Linked DNA regions of Salmo salar: region 2 is linked to region 1. Evidence: chromatin contacts called from public Hi-C data. All regions are on one chromosome and are shown on one strand. The core of a region is the stretch at or near the end of the contact, and the rest is flanking DNA. Distances in the headings are between cores, read along the strand shown. Region 1 holds the start of LOC106573646 (SNF-related serine/threonine-protein kinase). Region 2 overlaps LOC106573646 (SNF-related serine/threonine-protein kinase).

Evidence for each region. A called contact is a pair of places that touch in the nucleus more often than the background predicts.
Region 2: a Hi-C map of gill shows a contact between it and region 1, with 2.1 times the contacts expected there. The contact joins the enhancer-like site here to the promoter of LOC106573646 in region 1. A contact is called at or near these places in 2 of 3 Hi-C or Micro-C datasets (blood and gill).

What each region holds. Positions count from the first base shown.
Region 1 is chrssa16:35,341,070-35,345,756 of Ssal_v3.1, reverse strand. LOC106573646 (SNF-related serine/threonine-protein kinase) reads right to left here and starts at 2,180. Exons shown (of 6, transcript XM_014148885.2): 1 at 1,737-2,180.
Region 2 is chrssa16:35,387,832-35,392,518 of Ssal_v3.1, reverse strand. LOC106573646 (SNF-related serine/threonine-protein kinase) reads right to left here. Exons shown (of 6, transcript XM_014148885.2): 3 at 3,388-3,529. Among protein-coding and RNA genes, the nearest start is that of LOC106573645, 21 kb to the left of the region's middle. Within about 2 kb of position 1,803, at least 3 of the 13 cell types and tissues checked have an H3K27ac peak or open chromatin away from gene starts, as enhancers often do. A contact at or near this core is called in gill, where this site is marked.

The DNA of each region.
Region 1 (4,687 bases), core at 931-3,430:
TTAACCCCCGTTCCTAGGCCGTCATTGAAAATAAGAATGTGTTCTTAATCTGACTTGCCTAGTTAAATAAAGGTAAATAAAGGTGTTTATGAAAACGGCCCTAATTAATCGGCCATTCCGATTAATCGGTCGACCTCTAGTCTGTAGCTGCATACTTCTCCTGTGACCTGCCTGCTCTCTCCTCTCTGACCCAGGGGACACTGTCCCATCCTGCTCAGAATAAAGTATGGGGAGTTACAAGCAGTCACATGTACACACGTATGCATTGTCTCACTCACACACACACACACACACACACACACATGCACGCTGGATATATACACACACACTCTGTTAGTTCACTTTGACTTTTCTCTGCTATTCAATCACCCCATCTGTATTCTCCTCCATCCTTTCCTTCTCTCTCCCTCTCTCCTCTCCCCCTTGCTCTCTATCTTCCTGTCTGGTAGGCAGTCCTGTGATGAGTCAGAGTTGGCCCGTACTCCCTGGGGATGGCAAGGCAATAGAAAGACAAGGTGCAGGCCAGGAACCAGCGCTCTTGTTACAGTAACGAACAATAGCCTACAGAGTTATGAGAGATGGGGAGTGATCACACACTGCACTGTGAGATGCCACCAAACTTGCTACTCCCTAACAAAGGACAACACACACAGAACAAATGGGTAAACTTAAGACTTTGTCTCACAATCCTTTTACTCATCATCCCCTGTACTACAATCATTATCATCATGTCCCATTCATGGCCCAGTGCAGTCAAAAACGTGATTTTGTGTGTCGTATATATATTGTAATGAAACGGCAGGGAGCAGGTCTCGAATCCTCGACCTTCTAGTCCGAAGTCCAGCGCGCTATCGACTGTGCCCCAAAAGCATGCTCGAGCGGCAGAGTCGATATCCACGCTTATAAACCCAGGGTCGTTACAATCTATATATTTCCACACTACAGGTTGGAATAATACTGTGAAATTGTGAAAATTGTGAAATGTCTGTTTTGGTGGGATGGAGTATTGGCTAGCCCGGTGACATCACCAGGCGGTAAACTAATTAATCGACCAATAAGAAAGAGAGTCCCAAGCCACTCTGCCAATAACAGATCGTTTTCAGTTTTCCCCTCCTCACTCAGACCACTCCCAGACAATGCTAGAAAAATTCTTGCTTGAGAAATTGTTCTTGGCTAAGAAGCTATTTTTGTGTCTTTTCGATCATTTTAATTGAAAAGAATCACAGTAAGGTACTTAACTGTTAACCATAAATGTTATAATATTGCAATGAAAACGGCCGCATTGGACCTTTAATGAATTAAGATATCCTTACCAAACAGTTACACAAATATATATCATTAACATTAACATATATTTTAATGTATTTTAAAGCATTGTGAAAGTTTTGTATGACAGCGGTATTGGAGAGGATGGATCATAAGTGAGTCGGTATAATTTTATGTCAAAGCTGCCAGCGCATATATCTAGTTATCAAAGTACAAATTATGATAATTCTAATGTCCCCATGGACATTAATACCAGCAGTAGGCTATTCGCAGTCCCGAGTTCGCAGTCCCGAGTTCGTAAAATACACATCTACTGACTAGCTTACGCGTCTGATGAAATGCACAAACATAGACTTGTCGTTCACATCTGGCACCGCAGTCTGACAATAACATTATAGCCAAAGGAGATAATTCAAAAATTGCTATGACTGAGAATATAGTTAGCTTAAAGATAAAAAATAAATACTTACCATAGTTAGGAAAATGGGTTATCCTTGAGACTAGTGAAGCGACCCACCACTGTAAACAGCAATGCACTTCTTTCTATACCAATAATACTAGCCTTCTTGATGTGTTAAAATCTTAACGCTATTACACAATATTTCCCCCTCGTCCTGCTGTGTTGACTGTGCCAGGTGCGTAGTTTTTGCGTGCCCCGATGTCTCCGCAAAGGACGAGGCAACAGGGATGCTCGACGTGAGTGCGTCTCTCTCTGCAGTAGGCTAGCCTATTCGTGCATTCACCTCCGTCTGGTCGGCTCTGAGCGCTGGCCTGGGTTGGCCTGCTACTGACGTCAAAGCATTCCAGCTAACTCCGGTCTTATTCGGCGGATGTTCTCTCCTATGGCGCGCTAGGGCTGAGGCAGGCGGAAAGGCCTAGAGGAAAATGTCTGTTCTGAAGTCGAGAAAGCAGAAAACTATTATGGACTATGCAATTGAACAGCCAGCGTGTCTATAATTAGGTAGGCGGAGGAGATGAAGAAACACAATGGGGAGAATACATTCTTCACATATTTATATATGGGTGAGGCATAGTGGTCTATAGTTTTCAACCACATCACAGTAGGTCACCTGTAGCGTTAGCTATGATTCATAACTCCTGATTCACAACTTCACAAGACAATGCTTTTTACAAATGTGAATTCTTTAGAATTCCTTTGGAGGGAAATAATGAAAATAGTAAAACACATTCTCTTTAGTCAGTATGGCCACAGAGTTCAACCGTGCTTATGTACAAAATACACCCCAAGAGCAGGCATTTATAAAAATGTAACTTGACGTGAGAATGTGCTGACCTCTCCGCAAACTTTAGACCATGCATACGCACATTTTCTAGTGCTTGAAAAATTGTATTGCAAGCTGGCAAGTATTTTGTGCAAATGGGGCATATGATGAAAAGCTTATTCATAAAATAAAAATACAAACGGGAAAACATATCAACAAGAATGCAACCATTTGCCATTAATGAGAAGAGCGAAAATCTGTGTTTTATTTTTAGAATCTAAAATAATTAGACATCGGAATCGTATCATTAGAAATAGGAATCTTTGTACTCTTTTATTTTCATAACCATTGCAGAATATATTCCTCCTCTTTTCTGGCGGTGATGGGTTCATATTCCCGAAGGAGCCATACAACAAATTACCATGCGCATCTCTCATTTAATTGGACCTAATAGCCTAGTAAATACACTGAACAAAAATATAAACGCAACATGCAACAGTTCATTTTTTTTTACAGTTCATATAGGGAAATCAGTCAATTAAAAAAAAGTATTATGCCATTATCTATGGAGTTCACATGACTGGGAATACAGATATGCATCTGCTGGTCACAGATACCTTAAAAAAGGTAGCGGTGTGGATCAGAAAATGAGTCAGTATCTGGTGTGGCCACCATTTGCCTCATGCAGCGCAACACATCTCATTCGCATAGAGTTGATCAGGCTGTTCATTGTGGCCTGTGGAATTATGTTCCACTCCTCTTCAATGACTGTGTGAAGATGCTGGATATTGGCGGGAACTGGATCCAGAGCATTCAAAACATGCTCAAGGGGTGACATGTTGGGTGAGTGTGCGGGCAATGGAAGAACTGGGACATTTTCAGCATCTAGGAATTGTGTACAGATCCTGTAACATGGGGCCGTGCATTATCATGCTGAAACATGAGATGATGGTGGCAGATGAATGGCACGAGAATAGGCCTTAGGACCTTGTCACTGTACATTCAAATTGTCAGTGCCTGCCCATACCATAACCCCACCGCCACCATGGGGTACCCTGTTCACAACATTGATATCAGCAAACCGCTCGCTCACACAACGCCATACACAGGGTCTGCGGTTGTGAGGCCAGTTGGACATACTACCAAATTCTCTAAAACAACATTGGAGGTGGCTTACGGTGGAGAAATTAACATTCAATTCTCTGGCAACAGCTTTGGTGGACATTCCTGCAGTCATCATGTCAATTGCATGCTCCCTCAAAACATGAGACATCTGTGGCGTTATGTTGTGTGACAAAACTGCACATTTTAGTGTGGCCTTTTATTGTCCCCAGCATGATGTGCACCTGTGTAATGATCGTGCTGTTTAATCAGCTTCTTGATATGCCACACCTGTCAGGTGGATGGATTATCTTGGCAAAGGAGAAATGTTCACTAACAGGGATGTAAACACATTTGTGCACAACATTTGATAGAATTATGCTTTTTGTGCATGTGGAAGATTTCTGGGATCTTTTATTTCAGCTCATGAAACATGAGACCAACACTTTTCATGTTGCGTTTATATTTTTGTTCAGCGTTAACTTATGTTTTTCAAGTTTTGCCTCGTTCATGCGCCCACCGTTTTATGACAGGTCTGATTTATAATGGGAAACATTGGTATGTATGGCTCAGTTGGTAGAGCATGGTGTTTGCAACGCCAGGGTTGTGGGTTCGTTTCCCACGGGGGACCAATACGAAAAGAAAACATTTTTTTATGAAATGTATGCACTCACTACTGTAAGTCGCTCTGGATAAGAGCGTCTGCTAAATGACTAAAATGTAAAAATGCATGCTCCAAGTTTATAAATCTTAATATTTTTGTACGTGCACAGACTTTTCGGAAATATTTTGTTTGAAATGTATGCAAATGAGCCCCCAGGCCGGAGTTTGGGGGTCGTCACTAGTTACCACGGCCACAAAGTCATAACCCCCGCCGATTTCTACAATTTATCTTCTTCAAATGTGATTTTAAAACCTCGTAGATGTAAAGTCCCCTGTTTAGGGGACCTGCGTGGTTTTGGTACTGGTTTCAACCCACATTTTTGCTTATACATTGATCTGTGGACACCGTAGATCCAGTAATCACTTCTTTCAAAGGTGCCCTGCTCCAGAGAACAAAGCAAGTCACAGGTATTGTCCCTAAACACATGACATGA
Region 2 (4,687 bases), core at 554-3,053, 47 kb before region 1:
AGGGGTTAGGGTTGGGGTTAGGGTTAGGGGTTAGGGTTAGGGTTTAGGGTTAGGGGTTAGGTTTAGGTGTTAGGGCAAGGGTTAGGGTTAGGGTTAGGTTTAGGGGTTAGGGTTAGGTTTAGGGGTTAGGGTTAGGTGTTAGGTTTAGGGTTAGGGTTAGGTTTAGGGGTTAGGGTTAGGTTTAGGGGTTAGGGTTAGGTTTAGGGGTTAGGGTTAGGTTTAGGGGTTAGGTTTAGGTTTAGGGGTTAGGGTTAGGGTTAGGTTTAGGGGTTAGGGTTAGGGTTAGGTTTAGGGGTTAGGTTTAGGGGTTAGGGTTAGGGGTTAGGGGTTAGGGTTAGGTTTAGGGGTTAGGGTTAGGTGTTAGGGTTAGGGGTTAGGGTTAGGTTTAGGGGTTAGGGTTAGGTTTAGGGTTAGGGTTAGGTTTAGGGGTTAGGGAAAATAGAATTTTGAATGGAAATCAATTTTAGGTTAGGGTTAGGTTTAGGGGTTTAGGGTTAGGGTTAAGGTTAGGGTTAGGGGTTAGGGGTTAGGTTTAGGGGTTAGGTTTAGGGGTTAGGGTTTAGGGGTTAGGGTTAGGGTTAGGGTTAGGTTTAGGGGTTAGGGTTAGGTTTAGGGTTAGGGGTTAGGGTTAGGTTTAGGGGTTAGGTTTAGGGTTAGGGTTAGGTTTAGGGGTTAGGGAAAATAGAATTTTGAATGGAAATCAATTTTAGGTTAGGGTTAGGTTTAGGGGTTAAGGGTTAGGGTTAGGGTTAAGGTTAGGGTTAGGGTTAGAGGTTTAGGTTTAGGTTTAGGGGTTAGGGTTGGGGTTAGGGTTAGGGGTTAGGGTTAGGGGTTAGGGTTAGGGGTTAGGTTTAGGGTTAGGGGTTAGGGTTAGGGGTTAGGGTTAGGTTTAGGGGTTAGGGTTAGGGTTGGGGTTGGGGTTAGGGTTAGGGGTTAGGGTTAGGGGTTAGGGGTTTAGGGAAAATAGAATTTTGAGGGTTAGGGTTGGGGTTAGGGGTTAGGGTTAGGGTTAGGGTTAGGGGTTAGGGTTAGGTTTAGGGTTAGGGGTTAGGGTTAGGGGTTAGGGGTTAGGTTTAGGGGTTAGGGTTAGGTGTTAGGGTTAGGGTTAGGTTTAGGGGTTAGGGTTAGGGTTAGGTGTTAGGGTTAGGGTTAGGTTTAGGGGTTAGGGTTAGGGTTAGGTGTTAGGGTTAGGTTTAGGGGTTAGGGTTAGGTTTAGGGGTTAGGGTTAGGGTTAGGTGTTAGGGTTAGGGGTTAGGGTTAGGGGTTAGGGTTAGGTGTTAGGGTTAGGGTTAGGGAAAATAGAATTTTGAATGGAAATCAATTTTAGGTCCCCATGAGGATAGAAAAACAATTGTGTGGTGTGTGTGTGTGTGTGTGTGTGTGTGTGTGTGTGTGTGTGTGTGTGTGTGTGTGTGCGTGTGTGTGCACACGCCTTTAAGTGGTTTAACCATGCAAGACCAGGATCACCATTCAGCCTAAAGGTTCTATCCTCCTTTAATAATGCCCTATTTTCCCTTATGTCCATTTACACTGTGCAAGTGCCCATACTTCTTTGAACCTCCAATAATGCTCTTGTTGTTTGGTATATCCTATTCATACAACTACTGAAATATTAATACAAATGAATGATTTACACACTGTCCTCCTAACTGACCCATGCACATCCCACAACACTACTATGCAGTAAAGTAAAGCAAGAGTAGGTAGGGAGAGAGAAAAAGAGCAGCAGAGGGACAGCACGAGAGAGAGCAACAGACGGGAGAGAGAGATAGCGGGAGAAAGAGAGCAACAGAGGGGAGAGAGAGATAGCGGGAGAAAGAGAGCCACAGAGGGAAGAGAGAGATAGCAGGAAAGGGAGAGAGAGAGAGGGGGAGAGAGAGAGCAACAGAGGGGAGAGAGAGATAGCAGGAGAGAGAGGGAAAGAGAGAGGGGGAGTGAGAGGGAGATAGTGAGAGATTGCAGGGGAGAGAGAGATGGAGGGTGGGTGGGTAGGGAGAGGTCTGCTTTCGCTCTGTTGATTGTGCCCGCAGGACTGTTCTGTTTTGCAAGGAATCATCTTCCCATGAAAATAGCTTTCATCAGGGCCTTGGTCATATGACCCAGGTTTTATGTTTAAAACTGTTCCTGCGCCAGTCAGTTAGACGTCTGAGGTTCCATCATCTGACTCAGAACCACAAGGTCTGGAAGGTCTGGACTGCGGTTCAGTGGCTGCAGGGGTGTTCTTGAGTCTCAAACACAAATAGCATTGGTACCAAGGGGCTTAGCTAATTCATCCCTTTTTAACACAAAGACAGTTTTGTTCAGATTGAACTTTAATAGATACCAGAGGTGAGGTGAGATCTGGGGTCAGATGTAGAATGGAGTGACTAGGTATCCAGGGATTGATCGTAACCACGCAATAAATTACAGACAAGTGGCAGTCCAATACAACATGGATCTGAACCAACTCACTCAGCAACTCTCAGTTTCCTAGAACTGTCATCATTTTTGGAAATCATGAGATATACTTTCATTTCAGCCATCTCTTTATTCTACCCACTGGTTGGCTGGCCACCTTAAATCAACTTTCAATATTGTATTCCCTATTCAGTGATTGGCTTGCGCCCTCTGACAAAAACAGCCAAAGAGCACAGGGTAGAGTGTGTCCAGAAGGCTGTTTGCACGAGGTTCTCAGTCAGGCGTGAAGTTCAGAGTTTGGGCGATAGGAGACATGGGGTTAATAAAATCTCAGCCACCTCTTTGAAGTCAAGTAGATCACATCAATATGCTCCACAAACGTCTGACTTACCTAACATCACTGTTAAGATTTAAAATGACAAATGATCAAGCCCGCTGGTGTCTAGAGGGTTAGGTAAATCAACCTTTCATTTTCTTGCACCTTACTTGTGGAATGATCTACAATACAACTGGTGCCTCTAGGGCATTTCAGCCTTTTGTCAGGGGTCCTTTTCACCGTTTTTTATGATTGTTTTGCTTTTCATGTATTGTTGTGTATAATAACGTGTATTTTATTGTGTATATGAATGTGTAGTTTAATGTGTTTATTGTATTTTGATGTGTATTGTGGTGCTATGCAGGGCTCATCTGGAAACCAGACCTTGGTCTCAGCACTGACTCCTTGTCAAAATAAAGGTTGGCTGGGGCTGACTGGGGTAAGGCAAGTTAGGGCAAGGCATTCAGAAACACACGGAGCGCTGACAACTGGCATCGTGGTTATTATGTGTCTGCATGTATCGCTGTTGCATAACCACAGTCTATTTCTAGTGCATCTGAGAGAATTCTAAAACCACATGACATATTTAAACGGCATTGTGTGGCACTGTGTTTAGGTTAATGCATGGTGTGTGTGAGAGCTGGAGGCTCAAAGGAGAGGGTGATGCTACTCACTCCGTACAGTCTGCGGAGACATGGTCGGGGACGGTGTAGCGACAGTCCATGATCATGGTGAGCGTCTCACTGTCATTGGTCTCCTGGAAAGGCGGCTGTCCACACACCAGCATGAAGAGGATCACCCCCAGTGACCAAATATCTGTAACACAAACACCATGCATACAGTCACCATAGATACATAAACACATTGTCAAACTTCGTAAAGTGAGTATGCACACACATACTATATGATCACTAGGGCCTAGATATTTGTATGGTCAGGACACATGATCAAGAAAATACTCCTTGCCCTAATAATCACTGGAACAAACCAACCAACAAACATCTACAGTATAACTTGTCCCTCAGTAGGCTGGTTCCAGCGGCTGAAATGAATGATGTTGTTTACAGATCCAGGCCTTTGTCCCAGACAGCTGGGTGAGTACATACAGTAACTCTCCCTCCCCCAATCAGTGTGTCAGAGGCAGGGTCTGGAGCACGCAGGTCTGGAGCACTCCGGGCCAACCTCTCACCCACACTGTGAGTGGCCCTATGAGACAGAGAGACCCAACCTCTCACCCACACTGTGAGTGGCCCTATGAGACAGAGAGACCCAACCTCTCACCCACACTGTGAGTGGCCCTATGAGACAGAGAGACCCAACCTCTCACCCACACTGTGAGTGGCCCTATGAGACAGAGAGACCCAACCTCTCACCCACACTGACACTCCGTGTCCCTATGGCCCTGCCCAGAGCCTTCTATATAGCCGGCTCTGGCTATGCTCTTACTGACTGACATTCTCTTTTAGCAAATCTGTCGTTCTGCCCCTGAACAAGGCAGTTAACCCACTGTTCCTAGGCCATCATTGTAAATAAGAATTTGTTCTTAACTGACTTGCCTAGTTAAATAAAGGTTAAAAAAAAAAATATTTGAGAAAGCCCTATATGAGGATAGATTTTACCCATGTGAAATCCCAGTGATTATACTCATGTTCTGTCTCTGTCTCCTACAATCTCTCTCTATATACTGTACAAAATATATAAACGCAACATGCTACAATTTCAAAGATTTTACTGAGTTACAGTTCCTATAATGAAATCAGTCAATGTAAATAAATAAATTAGGCCCAATGTAACAAGTGCGCTGAGAGTCGGGAAGCAAGTTCAGGGGTTTTAATAAATAAATGAAACAATAAACACGTAACACAAACAACGCACCGACATGAAAACAGAGTCAATAACGCCTGAGGAAAGAACCAAGGGGAGTGACAGATATAGAGAAAATAATCAAGGAGGTGATGGAGTCCAGGTGAGTGT